Regions from separate parts of the Sus scrofa genome. Here region 2 is linked to region 1. Evidence: chromatin contacts called from public HiChIP or PLAC-seq data. All regions are on one chromosome and are shown on one strand. Each heading gives the region's core, a stretch centred on a gene start, on an enhancer-like site or on the middle of the called end of the contact. The rest is flanking DNA. Distances are from core to core; before and after follow the strand shown. Region 1 has its middle 52 kb from the start of RUBCNL. Region 2 overlaps LCP1 (plastin-2).

The links. HiChIP or PLAC-seq counts read pairs in DNA pulled down with a chosen protein or histone mark.
Region 2: an H3K27ac HiChIP or PLAC-seq map of alveolar macrophages shows a contact between it and region 1, with 13 times the contacts expected there. The contact joins two enhancer-like sites. A contact is called at or near these places in 2 of 5 promoter capture datasets (fetal liver and liver), 25 of 47 Hi-C or Micro-C datasets (adipocytes, alveolar macrophages, blood and 17 more) and 2 of 2 datasets of contacts at active chromatin or transcription factors (alveolar macrophages and skeletal muscle).

The regions. Positions count from the first base shown.
Region 1 is chr11:21,045,082-21,050,316 of Sscrofa11.1, forward strand. No RefSeq gene overlaps it. Among named protein-coding and RNA genes, the nearest start is that of RUBCNL, 52 kb to the left of the region's middle. Within about 2 kb of position 2,865, at least 12 of the 83 cell types and tissues checked have an H3K27ac peak or open chromatin away from gene starts, as enhancers often do. A contact at or near this core is called in alveolar macrophages, where this site is marked.
Region 2 is chr11:21,178,981-21,183,926 of Sscrofa11.1, forward strand. All of the region lies in intron 3 of LCP1 (plastin-2), which reads left to right. Among named protein-coding and RNA genes, the nearest start is that of CPB2, 53 kb to the right of the region's middle. Within about 2 kb of position 2,896, at least 7 of the 83 cell types and tissues checked have an H3K27ac peak or open chromatin away from gene starts, as enhancers often do. A contact at or near this core is called in alveolar macrophages, where this site is marked.

The DNA.
Region 1 (5,235 bases), core at 1,615-4,114:
TGAGTAAGGCCAGGGAACGAACCCGCAACCTCATGGTTCCTAGTCAGATTCGTTAACCACTGAGCCATGACGGGAACTACAGGCAAAGGGACTCTTTCTGAACTTAGCCCCTTGCTTGCTTTTGATTTAAAGAATAGAAATTCACTACAGTCGGACTCTGACCACAGGGTCAGCCATGAGCTGGTCTGTCCTTTGGTGAGTGTCTAGTGCCCTGGGTCCAGGAGCTGCATCAGGAAGAGAAGGAAATGTGTAGGGTGTTTGAACATCTGTGATGCAGCCCTAGTGACAAAGATAGGACTTTACAGATCTGAGGGAAAGCTGTCTCCCGATCCCACCCCAGCCTGCATTTTCAGCATCACCCAAGAAAACCTAGGATAGGATTGAAGCCCAAAGGCCTGCAGTTTATTTAGAAACATGGCTTTTATATGCATCACTCAGGGCTTTGTTTGTTTTTTATCTGCTCTCACCACTTTTTTTTTTGGCTGTGTCTGCAGCACGTGCAAATTCTTGGGCCAGGGATTAAACCCTCACCACAGCAGTGGCCTGAGACTCGGCAGTGACACCCCCAGATCCTTAATCCACTGCACCACAGGGGAACTCCTGCCCCCACCACTTCTATTCAACCTGGTACTGGGGGTTCAGACTGTAGAAATTGCACCCCTCAAGTTCAGTGACTGCCATAAGTGAGTCACCTCACCTTCCTAGGCCTTTATTTCCTTACCTATAAATTAAACAGAAATGAATTAAACCTGTGTCCAGAAGTGAGTTCCCTGGAACATTAGTCCTTTGGGTTGCTTCAAGAAAAAAACTGTAATGTGCTCTAAAGCAGCAGCTTCATTCTTGGCCCTCACGGGACATCTGGCCATGTCTGGAGACTTTTTTTTTTTGTTTTTTGTTTTTTGTCTTTTTAGGGCCGTACCCATGGCATATGGAGGTTCCCGGGCTAGGTTCACAGCCACAGCAACATGGGATCCGAGCCTCATCTGCACCTACACCACAGCTCACCGCAACGCTGGATCCTTAACCCACTGAGCAAGGCCAGGGATCGAACCCGCAACCTCATGGTTCCTAGTCCGATTCGTTTCCGCTGTGCCATGATGGGAACTCCTCTGGAGACATTTTTGATTGTCAGGACTTGGGAAGCGGGGCTGCCTGGACATGTAGTGGGTAGAGACACGGGGATGCTGCTAAACCTCCTGTAGTGTAGGACAGTCCTCGCAACACCCACCCCAAAGCAGCATCGGGCCCGGGGGTTCCGAGGTCAAGGAACTAAACTCTAATGAGAAGCTCTGGTCTGGAGTTCCCGCCGTGGCGCAGTGGTTAACGAATCCAACTAGGAACCATGAGGTTGCGAGTTCGATCCCTGGCCTTGCTCAGTGGGTTGACGATCCGGCGTTGCCGTGAGCTGTGGTGTAGGTTGCAGACGCGGCTCGGATCCCGCGTTGCTGTGGCTCTGGCGTAGGCCGGTGGCTGCAGCTCCGATTCAGCCCCTAGCCTGGGAACCTCCATATGCCGCAGGAGCGGCCCAAGAAATAGCAAAAAAAAAAAAAAAAAAAAAAAAAAAAAAAGAAGCTCTGGTCTAAGGAGTTTGAGGTTTCTGGAGATTGCCTTCACTTTCTCAGTGCACATTAGCATAATGAAGGCAGAGAATCATCATGTGGTTTTGTTTTGTTTTTTTCCTTTTTAGGGCCACACATGAGGCATATGGAAGTTCCCAGGCTGGGGGTTGAATCAGAGCTACAGCTGCCAGTCTACACCAACACAGTGGGATCCGAGCCGTGTCTGCGATGTATACTGAAGTTCATGGCAACGCCCGATCCTTAGCCCACTGAGTGAGGCCAGGGATCAAACTCTCATCCTCATGGATACCAGTTGGATTTGTTTCTGCTGTGCCATAACGGGGACTGCCCACACATGTTCTTTAACCCAGCGTTTCTCGGACTCGTTTCATTATGGCACACTGTCTTCTGCCCCCGCCATCACATACCCATAACCTTATTATCCTGTTTTTGTTTTTTGTGTGGGTTTTTTTGGGCTGCACCCATGGTATGCAGAAGTTCCCAGACCAGGGATCAAACCCACCCCACAGCAGTGACAATGCCAGATCCTTAACTGATAGGCCACCAGGGAACTCCATTTTTTGTTTTTCCCCATAACCTTATTACCCTCATGCAAAACTGCCTCTAGACAGTGGGCCATTGAGGGAAATGCCGGCGAGGTAATCTCCAAATGGGTTTCCATTTTAAAAAACATTTAAAGGAATTTTCCTTGGATGAGGCAGCATAATGATGAGTTCTGAAGACAGCTCAGACCCCGCTCTTCGACCTGTGAGCTGTGTGACTTGGGACAAGTTATTTCAGCCTTGGGTTCCTCAATTTCCTCTCCTCTAAAGTGGAAGTAGGAGTTCCGGTTGCAGCTCAGCAGCAAGGAAGCTGACTAGTATCCGTGAGGTTGCGGGTTCAATCCCTGGCCTTACTCAGTGGGTCAAGGATCTGGCATAGCTGTGAGCTGTAGTGTAGGTCACAGATGCAGCTCGGATCCTGCGTTGCTGTGACTGTAGTGTAGGCCAGCCGCTGTAGCTCTGATTTGACCCCTAGTCTGGGCACCTCCGTATGCCGCAGATACGGCCCTAAAAAAGACAAAAAAAGATACAGTGGAAGTACTAGCAACCCCACCAGGCAGGGTGTCACTTGGTTACCTCCGTGAGATGAGCACCCGCACTTAGAAAGCCCTCAGTTCAAGGTTAACTATGATCCTCGAAATGTTTTCTTGTCTTGATCCTGGGATTTCCTCCAGGCGCTGTGGCTGTTTGAGGTGTCAGATGTGCCCACGAGAGGGCGCTGGCCACACAGCTTTGCCTCCAAGCATTTCCAGACCCAGTGGGAAGGCCCCGCTGGCAGCTCTCCCTGTGTCCTCGACCGGATTTCTCTGGAACTGCCAACCACAGATTTTTAGAGCCAGAAGAGACCCTGCCAATGATGGAATCCAAATCACTGGATTTTGCAGTTATAAACCACAGAGGTTAACTGTGGAGCTGGTGAGCCTGACCGAAAAAACCAACACAGTGGCAGGAAAATGACTGCAGGAACATTGTCTGTGGAGTTGGCTGGTAGGACAGAAATACTCTTTCCAGAAGGAAGGGAGACATCAAATGGGTTGGCAGCAGTGCTGAGCTGAAGCTGCTGCTGCTGCTGCTGCTGGTGTGTGTGTGTGTGTGTAAGAGAGGGGAGAGATTGAAAAGAAAAAAAAGAAGCACCAGATTCTGTACTGTTTCTCTCCCCTGGACCAGCTCAGAGGGCTGAAATATTCAAGACTGCATTTGAGGGGCTGAGCCCCAGAGGCTGGAGCATCTTCCTTCCACACCAACGGCCCCTTTAAGGGGACTGCCCCGCCCACCCTTCTCCCTCCTCTCCTGCCAGGCCAGACCCCCAGGGTCCAATCCTTGTACTGGCTGGGAGGTGGTGCCTTTTTTTTTTTTTTTTTTTGCTTTTTAGGGCCAAACCTGAAGCATGTGGAAGTTCCCAGGCTGGGGGTCGAGTTGGAGCTGCAGCTCCCAGCCTACACCACAGCCACACACCAGATGCACCAGATCCAAGCCGCAGCAACACTGAAACCTCAAAGGAGGCCAGGGATGGAACCTGCCTCCCCATGGACACTAGTCAGGTTGGTTTCTGCTGAGCCATGACAGGAACTTCCTGGGAACTGCTGCTGGCCACCTAGTCGGCTGGATGAGCCCTCAGTTATCCAAGAGGGGCAGAGGTGAGGTGCAGAGGGAGTCCCACCTGAAAGTTACGAGGCAGAAGGAGGCAAGGGTGGCCTGGGGGACCACGCATGCGCCGCTGGGTGAGGGGACAGGGCTGAGGTGTCGCAGAGCAGTAAGGTAAGCAGGGCCCCGAGTGGGGACGAGACCACAGATCAGGGAGGCGCTAAGGGAGATGGGGGTTGCTGCGGCATCCTGTCCCCCAATTTTTTTCAGAGCATTTTGTTTGGGTCTCTAGTTTCTTGCAACTCAATTGCTTAATGAAGATCCACTTGGGAAGACAGTCAGATTGGAAACCTCCGGATAAAGGCAACATTGCTGGGGCGCCTCTGTGGCGTGGAATTGGGGGGGGGGCGGGGGCGCACGTTCAGAGGAAATAGTCCCCCTCCCCCCACCCCTCCTCCTCTTCAGCCTCTTCCTCCTCCTTCTCTTTCTCTTTCTATTCCTTCTTTGTCTCTTCCTTAGCTCGAATATCTAACTTTTAAAAACCTTTTCTTTTGAAAGAGTTTCCAAATTACGGAATGTTGCAAAGCCAGCACAAAGCTCTCCCATCCGCCACTGTCTCGGGTCCCCAAATGTCAGCGCCGCCTCTTCCCAGGCCGCCTTCACGTGTGTGCGCGGATGCTGCTGAGATGTTTGGGAATAACTGCAGAAATGGTGCCCTTTTCCCTCCGAACATTTCAGTGGGGATTTAAAAAAATAATAATGCGAAGAAGAATGTTCTCTTCGATCATCAGAGCTCAGGGATCCAAGTCGGAAAATGAACATTGATATGGTGGTATTGTCTTGGCAAAAACCCCCAAACCTTATTCCAAAATTGCCGTCCATGTTCCATCCGGTGGCACCTGCTGTGTTTCTCCTGTCCCGTCCTGTCCTGTATTTGAAGCTTCCACCTGGGTCGGTTCTTCATTCTTTGTCTTTCATGCCCTTAACAGTCTAGTCCTGCTGGAGGATGTCCCCGAGTGAGTCTGGCTTCGTTGTTACGTGATTGCCATGACGTGGCCTGCTCTGGGCGGGAAATGTCACAGGCGTGAACTTGTGGCCCTTTCTGTGCGGGAGCCACGACTTAAGTTCTTATTTCTCTGCTTCAGGGAACACGCAGTCCAGCACCGACTGGAGTGTCTGGAGCTTCTAGGCCTGCCTGGAGGAACAGATCCTGGAGATAAGATTAGAAGAATAAGGAAAAGCTCTTGAGATAAAGACCGAGGGGGCGGGACTCTGGAGGAAGAACTCACATGCTTGGAGGTGATAATGTGTAGTGGAGGCGATAACTGGTGATGACTGGGGACCTACTGGTCATCATGCCTGTGGCCTTGGCAGGAGAAGGTCACACATCTCTTTCTCTCTCTCTATCTCTCTCTCTGTCTCTCTCTCTCTCTCCCCTCCTGGCTCTGCTCGCTCTCCCGCTACCCTTTCCCTCCCTTTGGAACCCAATGGAAGTGTTTGTCTTCTCTGGCTGCCAGAAGTGAGAAAAC
Region 2 (4,946 bases), core at 1,646-4,145, 130 kb after region 1:
ACTTTACCCACTGGGTCAAGTTGCAAGAAAAGTAGGGCACATTCAAAAGAGTCCCTTGGCAACGTGACGCGGGGTTACAGATACTGCTCTGCCTCTGGTAGTTACGTAACTGGGCATCAATCTATTGAAGCAAAATACCGACCAGCACAGTGTCACCTCTTTTCAGTTATGATTCCAGCCCATGAGCTGTCTCATTCTTCCAGGTCACCTTTTATCAACTTCCTGGCTTCTTTTTGTTACCAGTTATGAAACCCCTCAGAAGAAATTCAGCTTGCATTTTTCACACATGCTTTAGAGATGGCACTTCCTTCTGTAAATTTTGCACCACTGTGTTCGATAGTAAACTCCTGAGAATAGTTCCTGCATGCAGACTTCAGGGAACTTGAATCAGGTACTTTTATTATAAGAAGTCATTCTCAGAAATCCTCTTTCACTACCCATCTGGAAAATACCAGCCTCCTGGGAACAGAGACTCAAAACCCCCTGGCCTAAAGGAACGAACAGGTTTTGCGGCTTTTTGTAGTTTGGGGAGGGGGGGGAGGGATGGTTATTTAATTTTCTTGCAACTTTCAAAATCATCATCTCAAAATGAACAGCAGGTACTTTCTTTGGCCAAATGTCCTGGGATGCTGTAATTATTGATTTAATAAACCTAAGTGCTTAGGGAAGAAAAAGCAGCCAGACGTGACTTAGATACATGATTTGAGATTTGTCTTCTTAGATTCATGAGTTGGGCAGTGATTCAGAAAAGGGGTTTCAGAATTTGCCACTGATTTGCAAAAGACCTTAAGATGGTTCTTGGCAAGACATAGTTAGATGATGCAGACATTTAAAGGGGCCGCATTTACTGCAGGAACAGCAGAGCAAAGCCCGAGAAACTGCTCATTCAGGCCTTGCAAAAGGATATGCCTTCCTCGGCCACTGCTTCTGTGCCCTCAGCCCACCCACCCCATCACTGCAGTGACCTCTCTAGAGTCAGCTGCCAATATGGTGCCAGTAATTTGCAAACAAACCCTTGTCAGTTACCCTTATGAATCTTGCTAATATTGTTATAGCCTACACTGTCAAATATGCATGAATTGATGTGGGTGTATTTTTTTTTTCAGGCAAATGTATTAATAGACTATGTAAAGTACCTCATCTTTAATTCTAACCCCAGCAACATCCTTCTTAGAAATGGTCTGATCTGCACATTTTTCCATTAATTACCTCCTCCTCCTGCTTTGTGAAAATGCTGCCATTTGCACATTCGGTGTAATTAGTTCAGGGGTGTCCTCTCTGTTCTGGATCTTAAGGGGCCCTGTTAATGGTCACTCCTTTCCCTGCTCTGCCCTTTCAGCTCTGCATTTCCTAGCCGGGCATTGCTTTGAGAACTCCTCCAGAGACAAAGCTTCGCATCTCTTCGGCCCTTCAGGCTCCTCACTTATAAAACGAGGGAGCTGTGCTAAATTATTTCTTAGGTTCCTCTGTCTCTAAACACTGGGTCGTGTTTCCAGGACTTCCAGCTCCTTCTGCTGCTAAAAGAGATTCTTTTGAGATATCTGTTTCTGTTTGGGCCAACAAACAAATGGGTTCACAGTAATTTAGGCTGGTCACTGCCCCTCTCCTTCGCCTCCGAAACTTCAATTCTCTTTTCCTTCAGCTATTAAATCACCGTAGGGTTTTGGATTTTTTTTAATGTGAAGGCTCACTATTCGGCTTCTCGTGTTTATAGAAATCTCTTAGAAAAATGTGGTTTTCTAAATGTTCAAGGTTGCTTGTCTTGTCCTGCCTGCCATGGTTTAAAAATGGTTTAAAAGTCACATGGGTTTCAAATAACCCTGTTTTCGCTTCCTAGGTCTCTTATTTGAATGGGTCCTGCAGTTTTTATGCGAAAATATTTTCTCTGCTTTTCCACGGTACCATGAGCTCCAGATTTTCACTCTCACCCAACACGGTCATTCTGTCCTCTCGTCCTCAGCCCTGCCCTTGACCCTTCAACTGCCGTCTTATTTTATGCCTTTACGTGTGCTTCTCACCAGTGACTCAGTGCTCTGCCATCTAAAACTCTCACGTCAAAGGAGAGGCCAAGTTGAGATGCAGAGATGTCATTTGTTCGTTCTCTTGACCTTTGACACTGGGTCATGTTTTCAGGGTAACCTGGGGGAGGTAAGCACGCCCCACCCAAAGCAAAGATCCAAGCCGGGCTTGTAGTAGGAATTCATAAATATTTGTAAATGAATGAATGTATCTCATCATCGCATGACCATCCATGAACCAAGAAATCAGATACCTCAAAACAGGAAGGCCCAGGCTTCACCAAAGGCCTTGCTAAATAAAATGCAATGGGGGAGAGCCCTCTCTTGGTGCATCCGTGGACTGGTGGTGGGGGTCTAAGGAGAGCCAAGCCAGATTAGTCACAAGAATTCAGTAAAGGCTACAAGGTTATGTACAATTTCCTGCAACAGAAGATTCGATTTAAATGAAAGCAAAATTCCCTCCACTAGAACACCTAGATAGGCTCTCCCTATTATAGTTTTTTTTTTTTTTTCCCCATCTCCCATGGGCTGGACATATTATATCCTTAATGAATAATTGCTGGGTGAATGCATGGGTGGATGAAATGAGTGTCAAACAGAAACGCGAAGGCAACGTGAATAGACAGCAAGGAGAGGAGAAGAGACTTGAATCGTAGCTGCCTCTCTACCCTACTGTGTGATATGAGAGAGGAAACTTAACTTCTCTGAGCTCTGGTCCCTGCTCTATAAAGTGGGAACACACATACCTAAGCCATCAGTGTTCACTGAAGGACATTATAAGAAACTCAAAACTTGCGATTCCTGCAGCTCACGAGTGTCCTGGGAGAAGATACACCCTCAGGCCTCAGTTCTGCTGCCCTAAGAAAACCGGGTTGTCTCCTGTAGAGAGTGTGAATTACGTAATTGATGCTATTTCCTTTTTTGAGTTTGGCTTCTAGAGACCTCAGAGCTAGATTTTCAGCCTGCTTCTACCAAAACGTGCAGTCCTAACCCTCTGTTTGGAGGGTCAGAGCTTTTCCCTGACGTCATCTTATTTCCCCCCTGTTTATTACTCCTTCTCCCTGGTCGCATTATTATATTGGTTTAGTTCTTAGCTTTGGATATATCTTTGTAAGCAAGGCTTGGTTCAGAAAGACAGGAGCTCCTGCTGTGGCACAGCGGGATCGGTGGCATCTTGGGAGCACTGGGACTCAGGTTTGATCCCTAGAGTGGTACAGCGGGTTAGGGAACAAGCGTTGCAGAAGCTGTGGCTTAGGATGTGGCTGTGGCTCCGATTGGATCCCTGGCTCAGGAGCTCCATATGCCACAGGGCAGCCAAAAATGAAAAAAAAAAAAAAAAAAAGAAAAGAAAAAAGAGGAGTTCCCACTGTGGAACAGAAATAAATCCAACTAGCAACCATGAGATTTCGGGTTCAATTCCTGGCATCGATCAGTGGGTTAAGGATCCGGTGTTGCTGTGAGCTGTGGTGTAGGTTGCAGACAAGGCTCGGATCCCAAGTTGCTGTGGCTGTGGCGTAGGCTGGTGGCTACAGCTCCGATTCGACCCCTAGCCTGGGAATCTCCATATGCCATGGTGCATCCCTAGAAAAGAAGACAAAAAAAAAAAAGAAAGAAAGAAAGAAAGAGAGAGGGAGGGAGAAAGGAAAGAAGAAAGAAGGAAGAGATAAGGAAGAAGGGAGAGAGAGAGACAGAGGGAGAACCAGACAAAAAAAAGAAGACAGGGAAGCGAAGGCAAGAAAGTCGGACAGTACCCGTCTGGGAGGGTTATTGGGATGTGATGAGACTACATGTCCTTACACAGTTAAGCCTCAGCAGTTTCTGTCTTCCATCAGAGAACCCAGTGGACCAGTTACCTTTTTAGATGCAAGGTAAAAATTATCATAAAATTTTATCGATAATAAATATATCTTAAAGGAATTAAAATAATAACAATACATACAATTCCACAGTCTTCCCCTTTGGCTGCATCTGCAGCCTGTGGATGTTCCCAGGCCAGGGATCAAATCTGAGCCACAGCTGCCACCCATGCCACAGCTGCAGCAGTGCTGGGTCCTTAACTCACTGCACCACAGTGGGAACTCCTAATTCCAAATTTTTTTTTTTTTTTTTTTTTTTTCTTTTTTTGGTGGCTCTGCAGCATATGGAGTTCCTGGGCCAGGGATCAGATCCAAGCCCCAGTTGTGACCTACACCGCAGCTATGGCAGCACCAGATCCTTTAACCCACTGTGCTGAGCTGGGAATCAAACCTTCATCCTGGTGCTGCAGAGATGTGGTCAGTCCTGTTGTGTCACAGCGGGAACTCCTAATTCCACAGTTTTAAAATCATGTTTCCTGGCGTTCCCACCAGTGTGTAAGGTGACAAGGAGGTGGGATAGTGGAGATGGGGGCGGTATTTGGGTTTTTTCCACCAAAGGCACTCAGAGTTGTTTTTGGTTTTGTTTTGATTGAAATATAGTTGATTTATAATGTTAGCTTCAGGTGAACAGCAAAATGTTTCAGTTATACATATCCATTATTTTTAAGATTATTTTCCATCATTGGTTATTACAAGATAATAAATATAGTTCCCTGACTATACAGTTGGTCCTTGTATTTATCTATTTCATGGGCAGTAGTATGTATCCATTAATCTCCAATTCTTAATTTATCCCTCCCTAGAATTGTTATTTTTATTGTTCACTGTAATTTACATGTCAGATTTTTATTCACAGAAGGTTGCTTGGGAAAACAAAAGTTTGAAACCATGGATATATGTATGTGTCAGGACAGTAAACTGGTGGATAATGGATGTGGATTTGCAAAATGGAGCATAATGCATTTTTGGCCTACAGGTTTCAGTTTAAAATTGTTCCCTTTTTCTATGTGGTTGTTTGTTGTCACTGAGAACAAGTACAGCACTCTAAAATGATGTGAAAATATAGAAAAGG